Regions from separate parts of the Mus musculus genome. Here all the other regions are linked to region 4. A link is a contact called in public Hi-C and promoter capture Hi-C data. All regions are on one chromosome and are shown on one strand. Each heading gives the region's core, a stretch centred on a gene start, on an enhancer-like site or on the middle of the called end of the contact. The rest is flanking DNA. Distances are from core to core; before and after follow the strand shown.

Region 1 (7,035 bases), core at 1,735-4,234, 190 kb after region 4:
TGCTTTGCTTTGTTATGCCTGAGACAGTATCTTATTACATAGGCCAAGATGGTCCTTAGCTCTCAGTGGTTCTGTTACAACCTCCAAACTGCTGCAATGGCGGGCAGTCTGCTGCTCCGGCCTCTGCTTAGCAGCATTGGTACGGATGCAACAAGGGCTATTTAATCAGCTCTGTCTGATTCTTGCTATTACAAATAAGGTTATAAAAATCCTTTATGATGCACCAAGCTTTTCCTTTTTATGACGCAGAAAACATCTCATGTCTTGGAGTTATTGCCTCCAAAGACCACCTTTATGGTCTTATATTGAAAACCAGGGCTGCAAAATGAACCCCCCCCCCCATGAATTCCAACCCAGGGCCAAATAGCCGCGCTGTGCTATCCGCCCAGCTTCCCCGCACGGTAGGCAGTAGTGATCGTACCTGCTTTGCATTGCCTCAAGGGCATCCTGGGAATTGGATGTTCTTGAAAGCTCAAGAGTTCTGTCCTAAAACATCAAATTCTGGGCCAATCCTGCAATTGACACACGCTTTCTGCTGTGTCCTATGCCTTCAGCATGCTGCTTGCCCGACCCCTTCGAAGAGCCACTGGCCTGCCTGTAGCTCCCACTGCTTGGCAGCTAAGGCTGCCATGCTCCTCATGCCCACCCTTCGGGTCTCACACCACAGATGAAACAGGAACAGGGCTGGGCACCTCTCTAAGGCCACCCAGCCACCACCCTTGAAATGAGGCAAATCACAAGTGACCAAGGGTCCCTGCGTGATGTTGATTCTTTTCACGTGTGGCTTTACTAAGAGGGCCCCCCTCCTTCTTCTGAGCTCAATGGAAGAGGAAGAGGTGATTCCCATAGTGCTATGACTCTCAAAAAAAAAAAAAATTCCCCAGCGTATGGGACTCACTTCTCCAACTTTGGGGCAATTCATAAAACACGGGCGGTGACAGATGCATCCAGAGAGAAGAAATGACGCTCTCAGCGTCATTAATGAATTAGTGGTTAACTAATGCAACTCCACGGATGGCCACCTTCTTGAGCAAGAACAGACATGCAGGGATGGAAATGGATGGTTATCCAGCGGGCATTCCCCACCACCCCCCGCCACCTCCCCGAGAGTCATAGCCTGGGTGCAGAAACAGGGGGTCCCTGTGGCAATCTGGGTAGCCGACTATCCAAACCAACCAACTCCTGGCTCAGTAAGGGACCTTGCCTCCATAGATCAGGTGCAGAGTGATGTAGAAAGACACCCACACACATGCATGTAAACACACACATCATACTTTACACGTACACATACACAGAAAGGAAGTTGTTTACAGATTTTAACTTATGCACCATGTGTCTGCAGGTTTGTTGGTGTCCACGCAGGCCAGAAGAGGGCAGCAGATCCTCTGGAACTGGAGTTTCAGGAAGGTATGGGCTGCCCGGCAAGAGTGCTGGGAACTAAGTTCAGGTCCTCTGCATAAGCAGCAAACTGTGAGAGCAGTCTTAACAGGGCAACCTCTCCAGCTCCAAAAGGGTAGATTTGAATTCTATTTCACGCCATAGCAAAGTCCCAGCACCATCATCTTCATCATCATCATCACCACCACCACCATCATCACCATCACCACCACCACCATTATTACACTAATTGTGGTGGCAATCATTCCTTAGTCCTGTATGGAATACATCATTTCCTTTGTTAGTACTGCACTGTAGTGAGTTGTCTTTCTCACTTTTCCCATCCATAAGTGAAGGCACGAAACATCAGATTCATAGAACAATTCTCTTGGTCACACAGCTGATAATAACAACCGAGTCCGGACTCAAATGTAGCATGCTCTCCTTCCACACTGTGACCCTGACTCCATCTATTGAAAGGGTTTTGTTAAGTGTGTTTTTATAAACCCAAAGAAGACAAAGTCTACTTCCGGTCTCCCGGCATCCTCTCCTCCACTACACACTCTTCCTGGGATTTGCAGGTCAGGTCATACTCCTTCCCCAGGGAGAGGATTTCTTGGATCGGGTGGCTCAACCAGCTGATGCTGACAGTCGGTGTTCGGAAGGCTAGGCATTAGGATGAAAGCAGCAGCAGTCTTTTACAACGCGGAGACAGAGGCTCTGATCCAGCCTGTAGTCATTCGCTGTGCGCTCAACATGACTTGGGCCAACCCTAGGGTGCTTCGTCGGCTGAATGGCCGTAATTTATAGGTCTATTTCTGAAGGTGTTTTTAGAAGACATTAACCTTGCAGGAAACGGAGTAAGAAAAGCAGACTCCCACCCAGTGTGAGTGGGCCTCGTCCACCGAGATCTTCAGTAAACCAAGATAGAACGGAGAATGAGACTGTGGGCTTTTTCACCTCTATAACCTCTCGAGCTGATTCCCACGTTTCTTTCCTGTCACCTGTCACTCTGTTTCCCCAGGGGAACCAGCCCAAGGTTTGTCGCGCTGTGTCGGCACCGTCTTCCCTCTGGCTCATTGCTGCCCTCTGCTAAAGACACTCGTCACATTGGATTCAGACTGTTGTCGTGACATCATTTCAAGGCGGTCATTTCCATCAAGATCCCACCTTCAAATACAGCTACATTCTGAGGCATTGGGGTAAGACTTTAAGGTCGGGAGAGGAAACAAACTCACCCCAACATAAACTCACTCTATTTAAAGGAGAGCCCAGGAGAATGGGTTTCCACAGTTGGATTCCGGCACCATTAGGAGGCGCTCTGGTATTCACGAAGCCCTGTGGGTAAGAGCCCAGCCTTCACTGGGGGTAATTTTTTTATTACATATATTTATTTGGAGGTGTGTGCTGTACACACACACACCACAGCGTGCGTGTGGGCAATCAGTTCTCTTTTTCTACCGTGTAAGCCTCGGGGATTAAATTCGGGTTCTCAGACTTGCCGCAGGTGTCCACACCGCTGAACTATGTTGCTGCCCCTCCACCTTCTGTCCTCACCAAGACTCCTCAAAGGTGTCACAGCCTCTCCCAAAAGTGCCCTGGCAACTGGAATGTGGCCATTATGAGGATAGGGATTGTGATGGTGGTCAGAACCTGGTGAAGCCAAATGGTATTGTCTTAAAAGATGTCCTGTGGCCCTGGTCCGCAGCACGGTGGTTATCTGGATGGCGATGGAGGACAGGGAGGTGATGGAAGCCCGAGGGGCAGGAGAAAGCTGCCCCACACTCTCCAAGGTGGCCCCTGTTGACAGCATGCCTGAAGGCAAGCCAAAGGCCTCTTTGGTAAGAGGACCCCTCTCTTGATTTGCCCCATCCATCCCACTGGGGGTCAGGGGTAAGGGGCTCTAAGCCTTAGAGTCTGCTCACATGTGCTAGAAGATTCAGTTGACAAGAAGAACAGTGTCCCCTATATCCCTATAACTGGTTCCCAGCTGACACCGGGAACCAGAAAAACTTTACAGGATTGTAAGGTTGAGTGAAACTTTGTCTCTGTCTCTCATTTGAGGCCCTTACTTCCCTCTGTGGACAGGACACACACACACACACACACACACACACACACACACACACACACACACACACAAACAAACATATACATATATATGTGTTGCTTGGTTCTTTCAACACCTGGGCTTCTTCCTCACTCTGGAGCTCCTGAAAGATCTGTTGTCTGACAGTTAGGTGAAGGGTGGGGGATGGGAAAATGACCTCCAGGGTGATAAAGAGTAGACCTGAGCAGACACCTTCCTGATCCACCAATGCCTCACAACTTTTGGGCACTCGCCCTTCATGGGAGTTCACCTTCCCCTGTTATATACACTTCTAGCAAACACCCCGTCTAGGTAGTCTTTGCAACACACCCCAGGCTCCTGAAGCTCGGAGCAGAGGGTGTGGTTGTAGGGAGCCCCACACTGACTCCCCCATTATCACCCCACTTCTTCTCCATCCCAGGATGCAGAAGTCCCCAAACTAGAACTGCCTACCCTGGAAGAGAACGGGATCTGTGAGGACAGAGATTGTCCGGGGCCCCCTAGGTCATTGCCTCCAAAGTCCGGCCCAAACGCCAAGGGTCAGGCTGGCGATGGACCTGGACTGGAGTCCGTAGAGCTGCCCCTGCCCCTGGAGACAGAACACCGCAACGCGATGGAGCTGGAGAAGGTGCGCATGGAGTTTGAACTGACGCTCCTCAAGTACCTGCACCAGGAGAACGAGCGGCAGAGGCAGCATGAGGAAGTGATGGAGCAGCTGCAACAGCAGCAGCAGCAGCAGCAGGCTTTGCCTCACCAGGTAGCAGAGTGGGCTCTGGGCTGTGGCTGTACTGGCTTGGCTATGCATCTTGTCTGCTGGTCCCAGGTCTGGCTGAGAGGTGGTGAGCATCATGTAGCTGCCTCTACCCACTGGTGCCTGGATCGGTTTGCAGGATGGCCTGAGACCACTGCCCCTGTGATTAGCTTCCCTGCTATGTTAGATTCAAGCCTCTAAAGAGAGTTGAGAGTAGAAGATATCCTGAAACCACATCCTCTACCCAGAATCCCTTTTGATGGTCTCTTCGTGTCCAATACTCATACTATGACAGGCTTTCCGCCACTGTTTTTAAAAAGTTATTTTAAGATTTATTATATATAAATCTGTGTTCTGCCTGCATGTACACTTGCATGCCAGGAGAGGGCACCAGATTGTAGGTGGTTGTGAGCCATCATGTGGTTGCTGGGAACTGAACTGACCTCTGGAAGATCAGCCAACCCTCGTAACCTTGGAGCCATCTCTCCCTCCCCTTTCCAGTACTTTTATTTCTAAGATGTGCCAGTCGTTCCTGTCGCCTGACTATTGAATGATAACAGAAACCTATCCTTTTTTTATCCGTTTTCTCTGTTGGACACATGACCTTACTTATTAGAACCAACCAAAGCAACATTCTCTTTACAAGAAATAGATGCTCAGCCCCTACCATGCTACATGGAGACAAGAGTGCTCATCTGAGGGATGGGGTCTAGCTCAGTCTGCAGAGTACTTGAGTAGTATGCATGAAGCCCTGGGTTTGGTCTCCAGCATCAACTAAACATAAGTAGAGGCAGAATAATCAGTTCAAGGTGACATGGTAAGTTTGAGGCAAGACTGGGCTATGTGAGACCTTGTTTTAAAAGAAAAATTGGATGGAATGCCACCTGGGGTACTTAACACTGTGGCCAGACTATTCTAAACACCCTGTGATGAAAGATGTCACCACTTAAAAGAAGTGCCTCCTGGTCTCTGAAGTCATAGGTTCTGGGTAAAAAAACTCAGGCGCTAAGATTTTGTTTTTAAACCACTTAACCTTGAACACATTGCTACTCCCCCTCGAGCTTTGGTCTGCTCATCACTAAAGTAGAACCTGTCTCATGGGTCACTGTAAAGGATGAGAGAGGGAGTGCGTGGACGCTGCTCTTCAGTGGACCAGCACATGAGATAAGCGCTCAGTAATCGCTAGCTATTACCATTTTTATGAACTCACGCAGTTCACTGCTTGACCCGAGTGCAACGACTTCCATTCATCACTTCTCGGTCTCCTTGGGATATGATGCATCAGCCCCACTTCCCAGCTCTGAGTCAGCCTGGATTCTGAGAAGGTTGTCATGATCTCAGCTACGGCTGTAACTGTTGAGAAGGGTGTGACCTAAAGTTAAATCCCATTGCAGATCTCACTGCAGGTTATCAGCGGCTCCACCCATCAGTGCCGCACCGATACATTCTCTCCTGCTCACAGTTCTGCAGCATGCCCAAGAAACCTGTCCTGAGCCCTGTGTCGGGAGGCTTCCAAGAATAAGGAACTGCACTACCTGAATCATTTGTCTTATTGATTGGTCAATTCTTCAAAGAGAAGATAGGTTGGTCTGACAGGACTTGTCCTCCGTGAACACATGATGGCTTACTAATTATTCTTTCATAAGAAAAAAATTTTTTGTAAAAAAAAGCACAGATACCTGCTTACTATACATAAAAAAAAATCACTGAGCCAAGCCAAGCTTACTGAATTAGAACATCTGAAATATATTCTCCTTCTTCTAATATCTAGAAAACATTTGCCTTTCTCTAGAATACTCATACATTCCTGATACTTTCCAATTCTCCAAGTTCTTAGATTTTTGTCAGTGTCCAAGAAAAAAATTGAGCCATAAACTATTTAAATCAGGCATGGTATTTTTATTAGTTTGCCTGGTTGCTGCGACAGAGTCCCTGAAGAACGCAGCTTAAGGAAGAGTCAGTTTTGGCTCACAGTTCCAGGGGACAGTCGTCACAGCGGCAGGAGCAGCAGGCAGCTGCTGGTCACACTGCTTTAGTCACAGGCGCTCAGATAACTCAGTCCAGAACCCCAACCCACCTGATGATGCTGTCCACAGTTGGGGGGAGGGGGTCTGTCCATCTCAGTTAACCTAACCTAATCTAGATAACCTCATAGGCACACTAGAGGATTGTCACCTAAGTGACTCTAGGTCCTGTCAGATTAGCAGGGAAAATAAGTGGTCCCAGTATTGTAAGGACCACATCTCCCAATATTTCTCCTTGCTGGATGAAAGGAAAATCCTTAGCATTGACTCTTCTGCCTTTTTAAAAGATAGACCATGAGAAGTGTTTTGAAAAAGTCTACAAATATGTATTTGTGTGTGCACGCTCATATAACACACACGCACACACCACACACACACACGCACACACCATACACACACCACACACACACCACCATGATGGCTTCCCTTCCTCATTCAGGCTAACAACATATAGGCTGGAGAGTGTGGTGGAAGTCAACATGGAGCCCTGACCACAGAGCGCCCCGTGTAGAGGACACTGGACACTCCGGCCTTCCATTGGGTGTCCTCCGTGGCAGCCACATAGCTGAAATCACTCTCCCCTCCTTAGCTTTGTTTCTTGATATAGTTGCCTTCTCATTTTTTCTGCATCTGTTTTCAGCAATAATGTATTCAAAGTCTGTACCCTTGGGAATGGTTTACCAAAGTGTTTTATTTGTGATTCATTTACTAAAAGGGGGTGAAACTGGGGCCTTGGCTTGGTTGTGGAACCTTCCATAATCTCTTTTTCTTAGTGATTGGAGGGAAAGAGAAGA
Region 2 (7,313 bases), core at 4,757-7,256, 200 kb before region 4:
ATGTCTGTAACTCTAACTGTGTCTTCGTGCCATTTTAGCTGTCTCCTTCTTTGATAGCCTCAGTCCTTCTACCTTGTCTTCCAGCTCGGGTGCTCTGCCTGTTCCCTGGGAATCCCAGGAGCCTGCCAGCCCTTTCCCACCACCTCGCTCACTTCTGGTCCTGCAGATGGCCAGGCGGAGGTGAGAGGTGACGAGAGGCTCCACGGTGAGGAGCTCGCATTACTTGGAGTTTCGACTCTCTCCTTGACAGCTTTGTTGTTTTCTTCAAGGCAGTTTCTCTCCATGTCGCCCTGGCTGCTCTGGAACTCACTCTACAGAGCAGGTTGTCCTTGAACTAACTGAAATCTGCCTGCCTGGGCTTTCTGAGTCCTGGGGTTAAAGGCCTGTGCCGCCATGTCAGGCCATGCATGGACAGAGCTTCCAGCCAGCCTGTGGTTCTCAGCCTGCTTCCACAAAGGGCTCTGTCCCAGCTCGCTGAGCCTGTTACAGTCCTTGCAGGCTAAATGTTTACTGAGATACTGCCGCTGCTTCCTCTCGCTGAGTGTCAGTGGTGAGGTTGCTAGTCAGCCATCTTACCCAGAAGTCCCTAGGCATCAGCTCATATTTAACAAGGAAACTGACAGCTGAAGATGTGACCTGTTCAGTCGAGGCTGCACAGCAGGCTGCACCTCTCAAGTCTTCCCCTAGTTGTTTTCTTCTGTCGCACATTGTTTCAGCCAGCGGCTGCCACCTGAGTGTGGGTACTCTCGAGTGTGCAAAGCTACTGTAGGTACAGAACAGTCACGGGGCCATGAAACAAACTTCCAGTCCTTAGGAAAACCCATTGCCAATTTAAAATCCCTGTGATTTCAGATGAACACAGAATCCTAAGTGTGAGTATGTCCCTTTGAAATCAGCCAGCTCCGTTTCAAGCAGAGCTAAAACTCCTGGCTAAGGGCTTGTCTAGCTCCATGGTTATTCTGTCTTAGAAGGCTCACTCGTGCCTTGCATGCATGAGGCCTATGGGCAGTCCCTTCCTGGTCCCAGTCACTCTCGGGAGCTGGCATTTATTTTTGCACGTTGCTAAATAGAAAGTTCCTTTTGGGCTTCCATCAGGACTGGCTTCCCTGTGACTTGCTCTCTCACTCCGGGTATGCTCATCAGAATGGTGTTCAGTATGTCTAATTATGTGCCAGTCACTCGAGGTTCATAGTACAGGAGTCAGGAGCTCAGCAGTTTCCCAGACTTACCTCTGCTGTGCTCTGTCAGTGTGCCTCATATTGCAGGTCTTAGTTTGTTCATCTATAAAATGGAAATAAACTATCTACCGAAGCCACCCAGCACACCAGTAGGACGCCCAGGCTGCTGCTTGTTGGCACGGAACATGGATCTTTCCCTGGGCCATCTTTGCTATTAATATCCCTGGTCCTTGGCCTTTAACCTTTGTTATCTTTTCCTACCACACCCCTTTCCTGTCAGATTTTTACGTGGGGTGTACATCTTCCTTATAGAGACTTTCCATTCCATTCTTGACTTCCCATATGTCATTGGCAGGGTTTGCGTGGTCCTTACCCCAATCCCTTTTCTTTCCTTTTCACAGAAGGTATTGTGCAAAGACAAAATTGGCGGCAATTTCTGAGTTTTAAGTGTTTCTAGTTTTAGCTCTCTCTCTCTCTCTCTCTCTCTCTCTCTCTCTCTCTCTCTCTCTCTCTCTCTCTCCTTGAATCTATTCATTGAAAGGCTTCTCCTAGCCAGGTACAATAGTGCACACCTAATCTCAGAACATGAGATCCTGAGGCAGGAGGATTTCTATGAGTTCTATGCCATTCTAAACCACAGAGTGAGTCTCTGTCTTGAAAACAGAGAGGAGATGGTGTGAAGAAGAGGACTGAGAAGAGAGGAAGGGAGAGTGAGAAGCAGGGAGGAAGGTTCTAGAAGGAGGGGTCCTAGGGCAGGCACTGGGCACAGGGGCTTTGGAGCTCGGACATTGGAATTAGATTACCTAGTTCAGGGTCTTAGCAGGCCCCACCTCCGAGTCTCCATTTGTCCACCCCTTAAGAAGAGATAAAATTTATTATTTGTGTGTGCCTGCACGTGAGCCTGTGCATTTGTGTGTGCATTTTTGTGTAAGTGCCCACCGAATCCAGAAGACAGCATCAGACCCCCCCCAGAGCCAACATCACAGGATGCCAGGAACAGAACTTCTGTCTTTTGAAGAACAACAAGTGTTCTTTAGTTAAAACTCTTAGCTGCAGCCGCCTCCCCCTCCTGGGTACCATCTCTTTCATGCATTGCTTCTGAGAACCAAGCCACAGAAGTCACAGTGACAGTTATTCTTCCCCAAACCCATTCCACTGGGGCTATGTGAAATGGGAAACCCTGTTACAGTGATCTGGGGCAGACAGACTGTTCTCCCACCAAGTCCCTACCCCCACCCCGGAATTCCCAGCTTCTTTTATTGTAGTTTAAAATTATTGTTATAGAGCAGTGCAAGAACGGTAAGACCTGGCACAAGAAAACAAAGACTCTGTTCGCCGAGTGGCCCTGTGAACTGGCATTTCGTTCTGCTTGAGTTTATGTTTCTTACTCAAACTCAAATTGTCGAGAGTCTAGCTTGCTCTTCTCCAACATAAGAATCAGCTACCGACCTCTCCCGCCAAGGGCCTGTGGGGGCCGCCTGTGGGAAGAGCAGAACATAAACACCACCCTTGGGATTACCCACTGGCCGTTTTTTTGTGATGACTGTGATGCAGATGAGGGAGAAGAGCCCCAGACAGCAACGTCAGGAGAGGCAACATGTAGATTCTGACCCAACCTAGGACTATTTTCTCGGTTTGAAGTGGGAAAAGATCTGATGAACTGCTGCTTGGCTCACTGATCTAGAGGAAGCCTTAGGGAATCAATCACAGAGCTGTAGACAAAGCTGGCGGGGGGCGGGGTAGCTTCTGCTTCTTCTCTCCTGGGAGGACACAAGTGTCTAGGATGTAGTGGCCATGGCCGATTACACAATGCACCCGGTGGCCTCACAACCCATCCAGCTCTCGACCCTGGCACTCGCTGGGCAAGGGTGGAAGGAGTTGCCAATCCAGGTCATTGTTTGCTCAAACCAGAGTTCGGCCAAAGCTGCCAGGCAGTGGGGATTTTAATTCCCAGAAATCCAACTTGGAGACAAGAGGCATTAGGGGGCAGGGGGAGGGGGAGGGATGGTTACAGATGAAAACATCTAGTAAAGATGTTCAGAAAGACTGCTCGCTATAGCAATGGAATCCGTCTGTCCTTCTAGATGTCCCTAACTCCGTGGGTTAGGTCACACCGAATAACCCTGCAACCACTTAAAACGATAAGCTCAAATAAAAGTGTGCTCTCCATGTATCTGCACTTGGTTTCCTTTTGGCCAGAAGAATCTTCTGCCTCAGCAGGAGCCTCTTACGTCACTCAGGGATGAGCCTCTCCGTGTACCTTGTTTAAACAGCAACATGGCTTAGCCAATACAGCACAGAGCGTCCCACTGCCTGGTTGAAAAGAATACATCTTTAAGGTCCCCGGGATTGGAGGAGGCCAGCCCTCACTCATGGGGTCTTTGCAGAGATAAGCCAATCCGAGAGGCAGTTCGCCCTTGACTGTTTGCCCTTACGCCTGTCCCTTGTGGCATTCTCAAGCACTTGTGTCTGGCCTGGGCCACCGGCCTGCCTCTCGTACCTGCCTGCTTAAGGCAGCATCTGAATTATTTTTGAAGCAAACAAGCAAGAGTTGTTGAATGTTCAGAATGCCGGTGACGGTGCGTCTGGTTAATATACGAGGTCTCCTTATCGCTTTCCGCTCAGGGTTGGACATTTGCAACCTTACCATCTAAAGGGAGCAAACATTCGGAGTGAATAAACTGAATGGTAGTCACTCTGTGTTCCGTTCATTTCTTTGTTTGCTTTTGTTTTGAGACAGAGTTTCACTATATAACCCTTAGTGGTCTGGAACTTGCTTTGTAGACCAGACTGGCTTCAAACTGACAAGAGATTTCCCTGCTCTGCCTCCTGAGTGCTGGGATTAAATGCATGTGCCACCACCCCAACCACCAGCATATTCTATATTTTATTAATGAATATGAGAACATTTCTTGGGCTCAGAATTATTCACTATTGGAAGTTGAGAGAAGGGCCATTTGGTCCAACATATATTTTCTCTGAAGGACATAGTGGTTTATTACAGAAATGTATTTCCAGTCCCCTTAGAACTGAAGTTAACAAAATGGATAACCAGTGTAGGCCCTCCTGCTCCAGTCATGATGTGTGAAGTCACACAGGCTGGCCTCTTCATGAGCTTTGTGTGAACAGCCCAGGAGCCTGCTATACTGGAATATCATTGCTGCTCACAAATACGTCATGACACCCACTGTAGATGAGGCTTGAAGTGGGTCTCAGAGTCACCATGGCCCAGGTGACCACACAGTCACTGTGACTGAGAGACTTTTGGAGGGAGACAGGAAAGCCACTATGATCAGTGGTGCCCTCTCATGCTAGGCACACAAAGATGGCTTTGCCTCCCAGGTCCCTGAAGGCCACTGTGGCAGAGGATTCAGAGCCAGAAGACCTTGGGCTCACCAGGGTCCCTCTACCCTCTCACTGGTGTCTACCTGGTGTTCATCCCCGGGACCCAAGGATTCACGGATGAACCTGTCAGTCTTACAGTCAGACAGAAGGTCTGCTTGTTTGTTTCTGTAATGGTTTGCTCTTCATTCTGTTTTTTTGTTTGTTTGTTTGTTTTGTTGTTGTTTGTTTGGTTTTTTTGTTTTTTGTTTTTGAAAAATTAGTTTGTTTTATTGTCTCTGATTCCTCCCTGGCCAATGTTGTGGTTAGCCCAGTGTCCCAGAGAGGCCCTTTCAGTCAGTTTATGGAAACTGAGTCCTTCCTTAAAATGGTTCCTGTAGACGGGCTGGAGTGGAGCTCAGTACTGGAGCCTGTGCTTAGTGTGGACAGGGGCCTGGGCTTAGCTCTGAGGATGGGGGGGGGGGGTAGCTCAATGGGACAGCACCTGTCCAGCATGCCTGAACACCGGGGTCTGATACCCAGAATGACAAAGAAAAAAATGCATGCTAGAGAAAATTTCAGTGCCTCCTTGGCACCTAATCGGGGCTGCCACCTGGTCACCTCAGCACAGGGCTGGCAGTCCTGAGTGTCCTGTTGGCACCTTGCCCCCATTCACTCTTCAGTTAAATACTCCTTGCTAGGAGTACAGTGCTGTTGAGGGCTGGGGACGTGAGTCGAGCCAGCTAGACGAAGGCTCCTGCTGAAGACAAGATGGAAGGCAGGGCTGAGAGCCAGGGAGTGTGCTGTGGTCTCCCTGTGGGTCTTCCTGGCACATGGATGGGCTTGCTCCATCCAGTCAGTCTCTTCCTGCAAGCCACGGGCCGTGTGTCATGAGCGTCCCGCTAGATTGCTAAAGCTGTGCTTGGGAATTAGAAACAGGACACAAACTGAGGACTAAGCAGTAAACGGGAAAGCCGGAAAGGATGCTGCCTGGGGTTCTCTGAGACCCACAGCAATGCTCTCCTTACTGGCAGATTGCATTTCCCCTCCCACTCCTGACCATAGGTCCTTTCATTTCCTGTATCCTTTTCACTAAATTGAAGGATTAATGTACATGTTATGCACTTAAACAAAATGCATAGATATTCAAGCAGTTTCTCCATCTTACTAGATAGATTCTTAGCATTCACATTAAGAATGGCTAAAGGGGCCGGGCAGTGGTGGCTCACGCCTTTAATCCCAGCACTTGGGAGGTACAGGCAGGCAGATTTCTGAGTTCAAGGCCAGGCTGGTCTACAAAGTGAGTTCCAGGACAGCCAAGGCTACATAGATAAACCCTGTCTCGAAAAAGCAAAACAAACAAACAAACAAAACAAAAAACAAAACAAAACAAAAAAATGCCCAATGGAGAAAAGCGAACAATTTTCTCCCTACAGACCTTACCAAGTATCTTGCAGTTAACCATTTCAGCCACTAGGTGGCGAGAGTAGTTAGCAAGGCAAGTGGGTCTTTGTGACTCATCCAGGCAGGAAGAGGAGACTGGAGACCTAAAATAGTTTAACTGAGCGAGGTGACCAAACGGGTGCCGTTCTAGAAGGATACACTCTGAAGCTTCTGGTTTCCAGTATTGGCAAATATTTCCTTTCATATACAAAATTCTAAAGTTAGACAGGAAGAAAAATAAGAGTAGGACTAGCTCTCAAAAAGCAGAGCCGTAGAAGCTTGCCCTGTCTGGTCCTACTTTTGTCTGTTTGAAACGAAGACGCTGAAATAATTTCTGAGCTCATAAGCAGACTACAGTGTCTGCAGCTGCGCTCTAAACCCCACCCGGTGGGGACAGAGCTGTTTGGAGCTCTATGAAACAGGCCGAGTTTGTTTGTTTTTATTTTAAATAGAAGTAAACCGCGCTCCCAGGATAGAGAGCCCAGCTACCGTGCTACTCTGACCATCTTGAAAACTGACAAGAAAGAATTTGTCAAGTGTTTGGTCCGATTGAGGTCTCACTGTTTTCTTCTGGGTGATTCCTGTTCGGTAGGAACGGGAGCAGCGCTTTCCTATCAAACTCACGATAGGAACCCGGGGAGAGGGCGGGAGATACATTTGTAATGACTTCACAGAATTTCCCTTCCTCTGTGAATACCTGTCCCAGGCGTGGGTCCTCAGATTCTCCACTGGCTAATGACATTTTAGTGTCTATGGAAATCATTAACTTCCCTGAGAGACTCAGCCTCATTCCTTTGATAACTGAAGCTGCCTATATCGCAGCGATGCATTCCTCCGTACTCCGTACTCTTTGGTAGTCACCAGTTAATCAGATTTCCTTCTGCTGATACTTTCTTTAATAAGAGGTATTTGGTGATGACGGAGGGGCAGTTCTAGCAAACAAAGGGTTTAAACCCAGCCCCAGGGGCTCTGGTTACGGCAGCCCACACCCGATGCAGAGCCTGACTGAATGCTATCGCTTTTCTAGATTAGATAGAAGAATTAGGGAAACATTTTTTTAGGATACCTATGGTCTGGTTTTGGTGACAGTTCATACAGTGGGAACTAGAAAATGTTGCGCTGGCCTAATACTGATAACAGAAAGTATTTTAGAAGGCAGCACTCTATTTACAGTTTTAGTAGACTATCTTTTATTTATTTACTGTTCATATCATAAATGTAAACAACGTGTCACCCCACAAGCACCCTGACGCGCCCTCTCCCCCCACTTCATGTACCTTTTTAAAAGATTTGTTTATTTATGTTGTGTGTATGAGTGTTTTGCCTGCATGTATGACTGTGCTCTACATGTATGTATGGTCCCTGCAGAGG
Region 3 (6,661 bases), core at 365-2,864, 220 kb before region 4:
TTAGTGATCTTGGAAGCCACATTAATCAGGGAAAAAATAGCTTAGATAACTAGATAAAGCGTGTGCTCCAGGGACCAGGTAAGCACAGGAAGTTGGGACCCGGTAAATGTAGACAGAAACAGTTAGCTTCCCAAACCATTGCAAGTGGCAGGTGCTTGCACTTGTGAAGTTGTTCTTGTTTGGGGGGAGGGGGAGGGTGCTTGTTTGTTTGTTTGTTTTCTTTTTGTTTTGTTTGGGAAGTTTTTGTTATTTTTAAATAGACACCTGTTCTATAGCCCAGGCTAACCTCCAACTTGCTAGTTAGCCCTAAGTGAAGTTGAATTCATGACCCTCCCGCCTTAGCTGCCCAACTTTGGGGATTACACACTCCACTTGGCAGAAAACTGGAAAATAAAATCTGACCTTAAAAAAAAAAAACCTGATAAATTTAGGACTGAACTGTTCACCTTTCCAAAGAAAGTCAATTCCCATTATAAAAAATTGTATGAAGGATAGAGGCGTTCAATGGAGTAACTGAAACCTGATGTGTTAAAATACACCTGTACCATGAACCAGCCACTAAGGAAGAAGTGTTCTGTGCGTGTGTGTGTGTGTGTGTGTGTGTGTGTGTGTGTGTGAGAGAGAGAGAGAGAGAGAGACAGACAGAGAGAGAGATTGATTCAAGAAGCTGATGTTTTTACAGTTTCTATCATGTGTGCCATTTCCCAAAGCTCACTATAGCCACTGACAGATCCTTCCAGTGGCTGTAGGAGGCGGGTGTCCTGAGGCACGGTAATGCTAACCAGGGACAGAGCTCTGATTGGAGCTGGGTGGCCTCTGCTCCCTTCCCACCTGTTATCCGTGCACTGTGTCAGATGTTACACTCTTGGCTTTAGGACATAATTTCGTGTCTTCCTTACCAGTCACCCCTGCACCCCTCCTTTCACGGATAAGGACACTGAGGTCGGGGTGGGTATTTCATCATAACTCCATAGCCAAGGGAGCCACCAAAGTGCCTTGGGCTTCCTCCTCTTCCCGTGGCCTCCTTCATCCCCCAGTGCCAGGATGCCCAGGTAAAGGTGAATGGATCCCGAGACAGCAGGCAGGGGCAGAGCTGAAACTGCCCAGAGGCAAGCCTGTTCCTGTGTACTCACTGCGAAAACATCATGGAAAGAGTCGCTTATTCTTTGTGTGTGGGAAAGCTTTTCTTACAATGCTGCCTAACTCCTGAGCCTTAAAGTAAACAGCTACATCATCCCGTACAGAGGCAGGAAAAGGAAACTTCAGCACTGAAAAAAAAAGTAAGTGGAGGAAATGCTGTTTAAGGGGGATTTTCTGGAGCCCCTATGACTGAAGGCTTTGCAGCTAATGAACCCCCCACACACACTGACCAAGCCATGTGTCTGAATAAATGTCTCCCAAACTGCACCTATCCTAAATGTCCTTCCTGTGACACAAAGAGGGGAAGACACCCCCAAAGCAAGACTAGAAGATCCTGTAACCCTGCTAAGCTACTTCTACTTAGGGAGTTGTAACAATGTTTTCATGTGCAAAACTGGTGGAGGTGACCTAGTGTCCAGTGCCACTGCCTGCTGAGAGCCTTACATCATGGAGAGACCGTGATCTCGGCGGTGGCTTCCTCATCTGAGAAGATGCACAGGATGACAGACCTCTCAGCACATGGCTAGGCCATCGCTGGAGATGCTTCTGGCGGCCTGGAAATCCAGCTCTCTCTCTCTCTCTCTCTCTCTCTCTCTCTCTCTCTCTCTCTCTCTCTCTCTCTCTCAGCAGTCTGTCAGCTGGCCAGCTTGTCGACTGCCTGTGCCCTTTAAACGACAGCAGGAGTCTCTAGAGGGTTTTCTGGCTTGCTAGCCGGGCTTAAGCATTTCCTGTCATCCCAGAATCCCTCTGGGCAGTGGCGTTGGGCGGTAGGGTGGGGGTGTAGAACATACAATTTTCAGAATGACTTGGGTGTTGCAACTGCTTACCCACCGTGGGAATTCCCCAGGCCTGCCCCTTCTCCCTCTGCTGGTATTTCCGAAAAACTCTTGCACTCTCCAATGTGATGCCCTAGACGGGGAACAGCTATCCTGGGGGTCTGAAATTAACCTCCCCAGGCATGGCCAGGGACCGTTTCAGGGCAAATTATCCTTATGTCCAACCAATAGGGATGACTTCCCCATCTAAACCGCGTGGCTCTTCCCTCTTCTGGCATCATTCTGCTTCTCCTTGCTTTGTCGCACATCGGGTATTTTTTCCCCTTGCTACCCTGGGGTCCCTGTTGGTTTTGTCATCTACAGGATCAGCACGGCTTTCTTTCTGAAAATTGTCTTCATTTTGCATCCCCTCTTCTGATTGGTGGAAACTTATCTGAGGTTCTGCCTTGCACAGTTCCTGAATACGCTGAATGGCCCAGAGTGTGTGCTAACTTCAGGCACCCTCCACGTGATGAGGTAGCACACACCATGCAAATAAAAATGTACCTTTAAGTGGGCTTTCCTCTGTAACTATTTTGGATAGTAACAGAAACATCAGACTGGGGGAAGGTAGCCATTTAGATTTTTAGTTGAAGTCAGTCATTCATAGACATTTTCAAAACCGATCAAAATAGCTTACCTACATTTGCTGTCAAGTTCCGCACATTGGGACAACTCTCGTAGCCTAGAAAGTAAGATGTCAGTATCTCTTGGATCTTAACCTGCTTGCTGAAGTTTCAGTCCTTGCTTCCTGGACATTCCAGCCCACAAAGCCATGCCTATTGCAGTTGGTATGAGTGAACCATCCCTGCCTATGTAGTTTTCCTGATGTCAGGCACTCTTCCATCTTGGCTCTCACGCAGACTCCTTTATCCACCCTGACTCTCTGCTGTCTGTATATCCTTCATCTCATTAGCATGTGCCACACACCTAGCCTTTTTAGATCTGTGTGTATGAACTGGCCTTTAACCCTACCTAGCATTTGGGAAACCAAGGGAAGCAGAGCTCTGTGAGCTCAAGGACAACCTCATCTACACAGTGAGTTCAAGGACAGCTAGGGCTACACAGTAAGACTGATCTAAATCCACAACACTAATAGAATAGGTTTGTGTGTATAATCATCTTCCCCCAACTCAGTTCTGAGCATCCCTATACACATAGTTGTCTGTGTGCATAGGGATTCTAGTTACCCACCATAACTATAGGGACCAGGCTTACCCACTGTAACCCCCCAGTGCACACACCTTACACCAGTGATGTGAGTGAGGGCCACACCGATCAGAAATCCTTTCCAGAATTAAAATTAGCTGAAGGATGGCTCCTTTCTCTCTCTCTCTCTCTCTCTCTCTCTCTCTCTCTCTTTTGTTTTTGTTTTTGTTTTTGTTTTTGTTTTTGTTTTTTTTCTTCCAAGACAGGGTTTCTCTGTATAGCCCTGGCTGTCCTGGAACTCACTTTGTAGACCAGGTTGGCCTCGAACTCAGAAATCCTCCTGCCTCTGCCTCCCGAGTGCTGGGATTAAAGGCGTGCGCCACCATGCCCGGCGATGGCTCCTTTCTCAACACCTCAAGAGTCCTGGTATCATCCATCCAAATGAATTGGGATGGACATGGGAGAGAATCCCACCATGGTGTTTTGTTTGTTTTAACATCTCTTCATAGCTCCTCAAGAGTAGACTAATTTAGCGTGGGTAGACATTTAGTTTCCAAGTCTCTGTTTGGTTTGATTTTTGTTCTCTTTTTAAGCAGAAATATCAGCGACATTGTCACATGCTGCCTTTAACACAGAACTTGGCATGTAGCACACAGGTAGCACGCGTGCAGTTTCCAGTATTCCCTAGTCCTTTGCGTGTTACTGTCTCCCTTTATCTCCGTGATTCCTGTGAGACGGGCAGTATGCTGATCACTCCTCTTCCTAAGACTGTTAACTTTGGGAAGGGGAGAAAGGAGCAGCTTTCACATCTGGAGTGAACTCTCCAGCTCCCTGGTGCTTCCTGAGAAAACCAGAGTCCCTCTCTTAAAATGGCCATGACTTTGCTGGAGTTCTCATCCGTAATTGTTGCCAGGATGGTTCTTCACTCCAGCCTTCTAGGTATTTCCCCCTGCTTGCCTCCAGCTATGCATTTTGTTAAAGGACCACCATTCATTTTCTTGCCTCTCAGTCACCTCAGCATGCTGTCGGATGACTTGGGTGTTTTTATTGGCTAAACTGAACATTTCTCTGGCGACGGTGGTGTGTTGCTGCTTGGAGTCAGATTGGCTGGAGTACAGTGATTTATGAAAGGGCCTGTAATGCCAGACAGCCTTGATCAGGAAGCTGAGAAGGAAACTTTAATCCTCTTCACAATCTCATTAAGAATGACCCTAATTAGTCATGGATAAAGTTTCTCTTCCAAGGCGTGTGCTTTTAGAGATTATAAAATTTCATATTTCCCATCCAAACATCCACATGTGCAGCCTGCCAGTGTTTGGGAGCTGTGAGAAAGGAGCTCTGTGCCAAAGGTTCCACCATGCACTGGAGACAAGGGAGGATCGTTTGAAGTAGCTGTCACCAGTGCTACATTAGAGGTTGAGACTTCCTTTCTAGGGCTGGGGCTACCTTAGAAGAGACAGAGCCATCTCAGCCTTGATCAGTGTGGACAGTGTAGGAGCAGAGACCTGGTGGCCCACCAGAGAGCAATGACAAGAGTTGCAGGGAGGATTTACAAAGATTGGCTGTTTGTGGAAGAGTAGGGGGTGAGAAGGGTTGGGATGGGAAATGTGGGGGATGGGGAGGGTTGGGATGGGAAGGGTGGGGGTGAGAAGAGCGAACCACACATTCCATTTGAACTTAGGCTCATCATTTTCATAAGCAGCAATGACAACACATCAGAACATGGTTCCTTGGAGAACAAAGTCAGGGTCAGACCGCCATCTTCTCCATCTTCCTCACTAGGTGTGGTGGTGGAAAGATGACCAAGATGGGAGCTTCCTACAGCACAGCCCCACACTCTGTTCTGACAGCCCTCGAGCATAGCTTTTGCTTCCTATAGAAATCATGCTGGCCCCTACGGATGGGTTCTCAGGAGGAACTTTTCCAAGAAGATGGGATCAATGGGAATGTAGACGTTGCACTCCTGGAGATAATGACTCAGAGGCACTGGAGAACTTTCAGTGTTAAGCAGGCCTTGAGAAATATTGTATGATAACTAGTCACCGTCTTATTGGAGGGAGTTAGCTGTGTGTGTATGTGGAGAATAGAGGTCAACCTCAGATGTCATTTTTTCAGGAGCCATCTACTTTGTTTTCTGAGACAGTCTCTTACTATGACCCAGGACTCACGGATTGGGTTGTCCAGTCATCAGTCCCTAGGGTCTTTGCTTCCCAGCACTGAGATTACAAAGGCCACGAAACCTAGTGTTTTGCATGGATTCCGGGGATTGAACTCAGGACCTGAAGCTTTCTTGGCAAGTACTTGTCTGACTGCGCCATTTCTCCTACCCCAAGAGAGTCGGCTTTATGATGGGCCAGCAAGTGACCGCTGGGCCTAGGGAAGCATTCCTCGGTTGGGATGGGAAGTGTGGGGGTTGGGATTTCTATCAGGGCAGTAGGCAGAGCAGGATATGAGAAGACCTGGTGCAGAACTGTTGGAGATCCAAGAGATCTGAAGGTCAGAGCCACCTGCACATGGAAGGTGGCATTTCAGCTGACCTGGAACTGAATTCCTACTTAGGACTCAGAAGGGAAAGAATAACTGAGAGGCCACCAGTGTAAGTACAGTCTTGAGTTTGGTAATCTCTCATAAAGGCTATGTTTCAATCTAGAGAGGTCTATAGCTTCAGAGGGCACTGTCCAGGGCCCCCTAAAATCTCATATTAATGTGCCTAGAATGGCCACCAAGCCTCGGCAGATGGTCTGACCCAATCGCCAGAAGGTAACGGTTTGGTTACCTTCCTTCCAGGTTATCATCCTGGGGATGGCTAAAACTGAGGTGGACTGTGAAGGCCCTTTGGAAATTTTGCTTTGAAAAAACTTAGTGTCTTGAGTATCCTAAGATACAAACCACTCTATGAGAGTCCAGACTCAGTACAGACTCTCTAATGCTGCCAGTAAGTGCATTGTGGGATGTTGAAGCTGTGTGATCCTTAGGTGGGAGAGCCTGCCTACTCTGTAGGGTTGGAATGAAGATCAGATGAATCAGCTTGAATCCAGCACTTACCCAGCAGCACCAGGCTCATGAAAAACACCTGTAAGTGATGGCCTCTGTGGGGCCTTGCCCTTTGCTCTCTTGTAGAGAGGGCAGCGTGTGCTGGGGCTTGCTTGTCATATATTGTGTCCTCCCTTGGCCAGATTATCCTCTCATCCTGACTCACAATTTTGAGACTGTTTATAGATTTCTGCTCAGTTATCCACGAAACACAAGCAATGCTGGCATTGCTACTATTTTATTTTTCATAGTCTACATTTGGGTCTCAGCAGAAGCCTAGCACCCTGGACAGAACCCAAATGAGGATTCTAGGCTGGGCTCTAGACATCACACATATTAAATATATCCACAGAGATACAAATGTGAGCATTCATGTTTTCACACCACATGCATACACATGCGTAAGTATGTAGGTATGCATCCATCCTGACACTATATGGCTTGCCACGAGGAGCTATAACAAATATTCATTCCACATACATCTCCCTGTGTGTCTACTACAAGCAAACACTGTTTTGTTAGGG
Region 4 (7,313 bases), core at 4,218-6,717:
CCAAAGTATCCTCCCTGGAGAGATGTCTTCCTGCCACTAGACCTGGTAAGAAACCAGACCCAGAGAAGAGAGACCTCAGGCCCAGGCTTTCACTTTCTTAAGTCCACTCTAGGTTAACTCAACTGGACACGCTCCTGGGCAGATGAAAATGGCCAAGGTCGTTCTCGCCTTGTAAACAACTGTTGCCCATGTCACACGTACATACCCTTGAAGTCACCCTCCAAGACAAGAGTCTTCACTAACCATGACTTCCCGAGACCCAGCCTTGCCAAAGAACAGGCTGTGGCCCCATATGAGACAAGTCAGGTCAGCTCACAGAGCGTTCTGGCTCAGATTTCTCTGTTTGCAGAAGTTAATCCTTTGTTATTGTTGAACATTACTATATTATTAAATCAGGGCGGAGCTTAACTGGCATGTGAGCGCTGGTGGAGAGGATAGATTTGCAGGGTTGGCCATAATTGTGTTCTGGGGACAGAAGCCAACGCCTTGGTTTGTCTAGGTGTGGTGGTAGCAGCAGTAGCCTGGAACCGTTTGTGAGGACCTGGGACATCCGGTCAGTCCCATAGTCAGGCAAGCAAGTGGGAATGTTATGACCAAGGACTCCTGCTGGGAAAGGCTCATGCTTTCTTCAGGGTTCAAGTGCATGTTAACCAAAGGAAAAACTGAGTCTAATAGTAGTGGGAGACTACAAGTCAAAAACTTCTCTAAATCTGATTTGTTTGGTTTCACGGCCTTTTCTGAAGAGCAGTGTCACACACATGCTGTGAGGACCCTAACTCCTCCAAAAGCCAATCTGAGTCCCCCAAACCCCCATCAAGAACACCAGCTGCATCTACCTACAGCCTCAGTGTGAAAGCGCACACCGGAGGGTACCAGTGTCACTCAAATCCTTCAGAATCCCTGAACACAGCAGAACAATTGATTCAGGGACCTGGGATGGACTGTTGTTTTCTTCTGGGGGATTACTGCTATAACTACAGACTCATTTATAGACTTAGATTTGAAAATGTGTTCTACCCAACACAGGGCCCTGCTGCTGACAGGACGACATGAAAGTAGGTGGTCACTTTAGGTTTGTTTTCTTGCACACAATGTCACTTGTCAGGGCCGTATTATAATACTCTCCTTCAGCTGTCTCCTTGTAGAACTACCGCTTCCTCCCCTCTGTGTGCGCTCTGTGCATTCCTCCGTCCATTCGGGGCAGCACAGTGTGAGCTTCTGCAGTGGAGAAAGTCAAGCAGGGATCTCTCAGTTCTTCTCTTTCCCAGATTGTCTTGGCATTTGCACCGAGGAGATCTGAGTGTCGTGGAATTGAATTGAAAACTTCCTCCCTGCCTGTCAGAGACCCTTGATGGGTTAATGGACTGGCTGCTTTCCGGCTCTTCTCAGCCAGTGCCTAATCCCAGTTCTCTACTTCATAATTCAATCTATGCCATTTGCCAAATAAGTTGTAGAGGCAGGGTGTCCTCTTCCCTCCCTTTGGTGGGATGAAGAGGAAGTCTTCTGTGCCTGCCTGCATGGCGGCCGGCTCCCCATTCTTCCTCTCTCACCCAGGTGAACTGAGGGGATCTAATGGTTTAGAACACAGAGCAGGGTCAAAGGGATGTGTCAAGCAGCTTACACTCTGACTAGGCTCAGTGAAGGACCTCCCCCAGCTGAAGGGTCATCTGCTCCTCTCCAGGACACCAGCAGGATACCTTTGTCACCAGGTACCCTGTCTACATACAGTACAGCTGATTTTCACTCCATTTGTTGATTGTGTATTTCAAAACGTGGGTAGGAGAAACCATGGACTGTCTATTGATTCAATTCCTGATAGACAAGGAAAAAACTAGAGAAACAATTTTAAGAACTATCTTATACCCAGAGGCTATATGGTAGGTAGGATGGGTTTCTAGGATCCAAAGCCAGGTTTCACAGAGTAGCCATCCAGGTCTCTACATCCCTGGGATGTTTCTCTCTCTCTCTCTCTCTCTCTCTCTCTCTCTCTCTCTCTCTCTCTCTTCTCAAGGCTTCCCGAACATGTAAGGCTCTGGAGCTGGGAGTTGTAAAGTGTGGACCTGCCACTGTGAATGGCCCAGTGTAACTGCCCAGGGTTAAAATGAGACAGCCAGCGATCCAGAAGAAAACCCGCAAGTGGCAAAAGCGTGCTTCCTGTGCCCACAGTGCACAGGCCGAGCAGGGGGTGTGCAGGATCCCCCAGGACCTGGCTTAGCTCTGGGTGAGTTACTAAGGACAAAGGGTTTCTTAGAAGGATGCTCTGGAGACCCTTCAGGCACACACATCCTTCTTTTGTGATTGACTAACCGCAGCACATCCACAGAGAGATGCCTCTCTGGCCACCCGCTAAAGCTCTGCATAATGGAGGGACAGCTGAATGTCACGAATGTGTCTGAAGGAGTTTGAGTCAAGCTAAACTTTATATATAGATAGATAGATAGATAGATAGATAGATAGATAGATAGATAGATAGATAGATATAGATAGATAGATATATAGATAGATAGATATAGATATAGATATAGATAGATAGATAGATAGATAGATGGTATAGTATAGGTATAGATATAGATGTATAGATGTATAGATATATAGATATATATAGATAGATATAGATTAGATAGATATAGATATTTCTTATTCATTTTAAGAAAGGAGCTCACTTTGTAACCCAGGATGTCCTGGATCTTACTCTATAGCACACAAGCTTGGCTCAAACTCATAGCAATCCTCCTGCCTCAATTTCCTGGAAGCTTACACCACCAGGCCTGGCTTCTTGAGCCAACTGTGAAGAATTTTTAGCATATCTCCCTACCCTTTGGTAGTGGGAATATGCGGATCAAGCTTGGGGTCGTGCACATGCATGGTGGACAGACTAGACCACTATGTACCACTGAACCATATCCCAGGCTCTCAGCTTTCCAACTCCCGGGTGATAGCAAGGGTAATTTTCATGGATAGCTATTCCTGTAAAGGAAGCTTAAGATTTCTGAGCCTATGACTAAATTGTCTGGAAGGGCACTCCATCTTCAACAAACTCTATGGCCCAGTTGAGCAGGAAGTACGTAGTTGAGAGTGATTTTATGGCTTAGATGGCCATAAGCAGTCATTTCCCTAGACAGTAGTTTGATCATTTACCAATCTTTATAGAACAGTCCTTTAAGCAAAACAATCCCAACCAATTCTCAATTCTTAGAGGTACCAGAGGATTTATTTCCGTCTGTCTCTGTTTCTGTCTCTCTCTGTCTCTCTCTCCCCACTCTCTTACATACACACACATGTGTGTATCATGTCATATCACATGCATATCATATATATGATGTATATGGTTCTCACTCTCCTCTAGTATATATAATGATTTCAGTGCTCTATCTATCTCTCTATCTAGCCACGGTTTCATATATTCCAAAGTAGCCTCAGACTCACTGTGCAATTAAAGATGGCCTTGAGCTGCTCTTCACACCACCACTGCTCAATAAATACTAGGATTATGGGCTTGCACCACAATGTTCTATCATGCTGCACTGAGCACCAGTCGAGGCTGTGTGATGCTAAGAGAAACTTTGCCACCTGAGCTCCACCCTCTATACCTATTTCAGATGTCTTAAGACATCAAAATATGCTTAGGATCTTCATTCTCATCAGATGTAAATGTCCAATGAGAGAGAAGGGTCTTATTGGAAGAGCCTAGGCATTTATTCTGGAGAAAGGTCCTCTCAGCGTGTGAACGGACAGAGATGTGAACAGACAGAGATGTGAACATATCCTAGTGTCATCTTGGGGTTACTCAAGTCTCTCTTACTGCAATCTTCAGTTAGTGGAGCCTTCATAAAACACTCTCATGAACACAGAGGATCCGGTGAGACCCAGCATTCCCTCACCCAGAGGATCCAGTGAGTCCCAGCATCTTCTCAGCCTCTGCTCTTCTCCTTCCTTCCAGGTCTCAGGAAAACACACATTTGGTGGCTTTCAGGTTTGTTCTTCACTGTCTCCTTCATGGGCCGACACCACAGGTCCAGAGGATAGGATGGAAATAAACCCTACAGGAAGCCGAGTAACCAGTGCTGACCCTTTGCGTAGCAAAGCAGCTGTACAGCTCTGGAGACTCCAGAGAGTCTAGAAAGCTCCTTCTTGAGGCTGGTGTGATGACTCAGGGGCTTACGGGCGAAGAGCATAGACTATTCTTGCAGAGGAGCCAAATTCAGTTCCCAGCACCCAAGCTTGCAAATCTAGGCCCAGAGGACCCTCTGTGGGTGCCTGTGCCCACCTGCGTACACGCTCCTCCACGTACACACACTCACATACATGTAATCAAAAAGAGCACAGAACTAATCTTGCTAGAGGTGGTAGTGCATGCCTTTGATCCTAAATTTTAAGAAAAGGTTGGGGGAGAAAGCAAGCAAGTTCCTTTGTCCTCCAGAGGATACCATGGCACCTTGCTCTCCCGGATGATTGAAGACCACTGCCAAAGGTCAAATCCAGGACATTAAGTCAGGAAACCTCCAAGAGGTCGTCATGGAAAAGAAAATTCAAATCTGGCTATTCCTGGTGCTTCTTTCACTTTTTAAAAGACTTTTAAATCGTGAGTATGTGCCTGTGTAACTGCTGCTATCTACAGAGGCCAGACACATCTGATTCCTGGGAGCTAGAGTTCCAGGAAATTGGGCGCTGGGAACCAGACTCAGCTCGTCTACAATGGCAATCTATGTTCTTCACAGCTGAGCCGTCTTGCCAGTCCTTTACTTCAGGTTTAATTGGAAGTACATTGTTTTGTTGTTTGGTTTGGATTTAGTTTTTTTGTTTGTTTGTTTTGTTTTTTTGTTTTTTTTCAAGACATGGTTTCCTCTATGTAGTCCTGGTTCTCCTAGAACTCTCTTTGGATCAGGCTGGCCTTGAACTCACAGATATCCTCCTGCCTCTGCTGGGATTAAAAGGGAGTGCTACTTACCCTGGGGCTTGAAATACTTTTAAGGTTACAGAAAAGTGGGGGAAAAAATTAATAAAGAGCACTCCTACTTTTACTAGCTAAAATTTCAGCCAAGATTTCACACTGCCTCCGATCATTTTATTTAAAAAAAAAAATCGGATGAATTAGCAGCCTTTGTGAGAGTGCCCCGTAACAATCCTAATAGAATGCTGTGGCTTTCTCTTTTTCACTTAAGTCTAAATTAAATCTAAAGCTATGAATCAATACAGGAACACCAGGATAGTTTCAGTGTCATGGGCCCTACTCAGAGGGTCTCCTGTGGCTGTGGAAATGGGTTTGGCAGGGAGCATAGTGACTGGCACAAAGCAACCAAAGGCCCTGGTGACCCCAAGCTGAGAGGAGGCCTGCAAAGGTCGCTTCCTAGAAAGCCCCGCCCAGGCTTCCTCCTCTGCTTGGCCCTTCCTGCAAGCCATTGTCGCTCTGGGAGGACCTAGCCAGCCGGCCTCGCAGGGAGGCATTTCCGGGAGGCACAGAGCAGGCAGCCTGGCAGGGCGGGGCCCACTGAAGGAGGAAGTGCTTGCCGAGGAGTGGCACGTCGCCCTGGGCTATGCCAAGTGCCCTGCTGGGCATGGGGAGGGGACTGTGCCACCACGCTGGGACCAAAAACAGACCTTGAAGGCTTAGAGCAGAGGTGGGGGCATTCCTTCCTGCCTTGATTCCCACAAGTGAAGAAGGTATTTCTTGCTTCTTGTGCATCTTCTTAGGGCTCTGTGTTGAGGAAAAAAATTCATTCATTCATTCATTCAATCAATCATTTATTCAGTCAGTCAGTCATCCATTCACTCACGCTATCCACAAACAATTGCTGAGTGTCATCTGCCTGTTGGGGACAGAGCAAGGAGCAGAGAGCTGGGAGTGAGGACCACAAACATCCTTGCTCTGACTGACAAAGACCAGCAGACATAGTAAGTGCAGCATACACACAGTAGGAATAAGTGGTGCCTGGAGATGGATAAGAGGAGAGAGGAGCAGACAGCTCCCTGGGAAGAGCATTATAGGTGAAGAAAAGAGGAAGGACTGTGCCCAGCTTGGGAAGTCTGGCTGGCAAAAGTGAACTTCCTGTTGGTTTTTCTCTTAGCAATGTGCCCACCACCCCAGTCATAGGGGAGTAGCCATATCTGTGTTTCAGTGGCGCCCATGATTTGCCAGGATAAACTGTATCCACTTGGGCTGGGCTGGTAAGATGGCTCAGTGGTTAAGAGCACTGACTGCTTTTCTTGAGATCCTGAGTTCAAATCCCAGCAACCGCATGGTAGCTAATAACCATCTGTAATGAGATTGGATGCCCTCTTCTGGTGTGTCTGAAGACAGCTACAGTGTATTTACATATAATAAATAAATAAATCATATCCATTTTGGGATGTCTACTGACATCCACATCACTTGAATCCAATTGATCTCTCCAGTTGTGGTCCCCTTCCGGGACCCAGGGCTCTGGGCTCAGTAGGTCCAGACTTCAGACCCAGGTTTCTCCCATGTGTCTCTTCCTCTGAGAGTTTGTACCACATCACATTCTCTGTGGAGCCTCTATCTACTTTCCCCCCTGCCCACTCTAACTCCATCTACTGCATCTATGACACTTGGTGCAGAAATCCACCAGCCAGTGTCTGGCCATAGTACAGTTCTAAGTTGATGCATTCTCAGGTCCCATTGGCCGTGACTGGCTGTATTCCCCTCAAGAGTCCTCAGTAGCCAGCAGCTGGTACAGACTAGGTCTCAATAATGAAATGCAGAATGATCAACAGTCCTTACTTGACCTCTCTGGTCGCAGAGAAGGCTTTAGAACCCTTCAAAAGGCAACCTCTACCATGCTTCTAGCTATTTAATAGACTGTATTCACAGCTGCGGACTTCTAGGATACAGATTTCCTGTAGGCAAGAGGCTGGTATAGGAGGAAAAGTCTCATTTTCATTATAGAAAAATGGCTGGCTCAAGAGGCATTGTGTCTAAGAGAATAGGAGCAGCCACCCCTCTCCCTGACTCCACCCCTGCTCTGGGTGCCAGTCTGGGCTGACCACACAACTCCTGGAAACCCTAGCCATCGATGGGCTTCCTCTCCCTCCCCTAGGGACCTAAGCACTCCTGGGGCTGTGGCGCCTCTGCAACAGAGGCCAAGTTCTTATAAACATGTGCTGGGCTGCCCAAGGTCAGTGGAGTGGGGGTGTTTGAAGATCCTTACTCTGTCTTTGTCTCCTGATTCCAGTCCTCAAAGTCCTGATCCACGTCCCTGTCATGTCCCATGGATGGAATGGAAGGTCTCTGACTCACAGCTTAGCGTGAAATTTCTGAAGCTTCTTTTCCAGGTCACCCCCTTTACTCAGAAACC

The links. Hi-C and Micro-C count contacts between places; a contact is called where the count stands out from the background. Capture Hi-C pulls out chosen DNA fragments and counts their contacts.
Region 1: a contact with region 4 is called in a Hi-C map of ECoMG-derived neutrophils, with 2.6 times the contacts expected there. The contact joins the promoter of Tmem247 here to the enhancer-like site in region 4. A contact is called at or near these places in 2 of 39 promoter capture datasets (hippocampal neurons and liver), 5 of 484 Hi-C or Micro-C datasets (ECoMG-derived neutrophils, Th2 cells, bone marrow-derived macrophages and 2 more) and 1 of 9 other capture datasets (adipose tissue).
Region 2: a contact with region 4 is called in a Hi-C map of cerebral cortex, with 4 times the contacts expected there. The contact joins two enhancer-like sites. A contact is called at or near these places in 6 of 39 promoter capture datasets (3T3-L1-derived adipocytes, the HPC-7 cell line, HPC-7-derived erythroid cells and 3 more), 1 of 15 datasets of contacts at CTCF or cohesin (pro-B cells), 19 of 484 Hi-C or Micro-C datasets (the Ba/F3 cell line, the C10 cell line, CD4 T cells and 12 more) and 8 of 115 datasets of contacts at active chromatin or transcription factors (bone marrow-derived macrophages, cardiomyocytes, embryonic stem cells and 4 more).
Region 3: a contact with region 4 is called in a promoter capture Hi-C map of adipose tissue. The contact joins two enhancer-like sites. A contact is called at or near these places in 7 of 39 promoter capture datasets (the 3T3-L1 cell line, the HPC-7 cell line, embryonic stem cells and 4 more), 1 of 484 Hi-C or Micro-C datasets (nephron progenitors), 6 of 115 datasets of contacts at active chromatin or transcription factors (cardiomyocytes, differentiating embryonic stem cells, extraembryonic endoderm stem cells and 3 more) and 2 of 9 other capture datasets (adipose tissue and liver).

Annotation. Positions count from the first base shown.
Region 1 is chr17:86,914,364-86,921,398 of GRCm38.p6, forward strand. Tmem247 (transmembrane protein 247) reads left to right here and starts at 2,985. Exons shown (of 3, transcript NM_030104.1): 1 at 2,985-3,218; 2 at 3,888-4,223. The coding sequence starts at 3,102.
Region 2 is chr17:86,530,020-86,537,332 of GRCm38.p6, forward strand. All of the region lies in intron 10 of Prkce (protein kinase C, epsilon), which reads left to right. Among named protein-coding and RNA genes, the nearest start is that of Gm30284, 89 kb to the left of the region's middle. Within about 2 kb of position 6,007, at least 124 of the 459 cell types and tissues checked have an H3K27ac peak or open chromatin away from gene starts, as enhancers often do. A contact at or near this core is called in the Ba/F3 cell line, the HPC-7 cell line, bone marrow-derived macrophages and 4 more, where this site is marked.
Region 3 is chr17:86,505,882-86,512,542 of GRCm38.p6, forward strand. The region is part of intron 10 of Prkce (protein kinase C, epsilon); the gene reads left to right. Among named protein-coding and RNA genes, the nearest start is that of Gm30284, 64 kb to the left of the region's middle. Within about 2 kb of position 1,615, at least 31 of the 459 cell types and tissues checked have an H3K27ac peak or open chromatin away from gene starts, as enhancers often do. A contact at or near this core is called in adipose tissue, where this site is marked.
Region 4 is chr17:86,726,829-86,734,141 of GRCm38.p6, forward strand. No RefSeq gene overlaps it. Among named protein-coding and RNA genes, the nearest start is that of Epas1, 23 kb to the right of the region's middle. Within about 2 kb of position 5,468, at least 230 of the 459 cell types and tissues checked have an H3K27ac peak or open chromatin away from gene starts, as enhancers often do. A contact at or near this core is called in the Ba/F3 cell line, ECoMG-derived neutrophils, the HPC-7 cell line and 8 more, where this site is marked.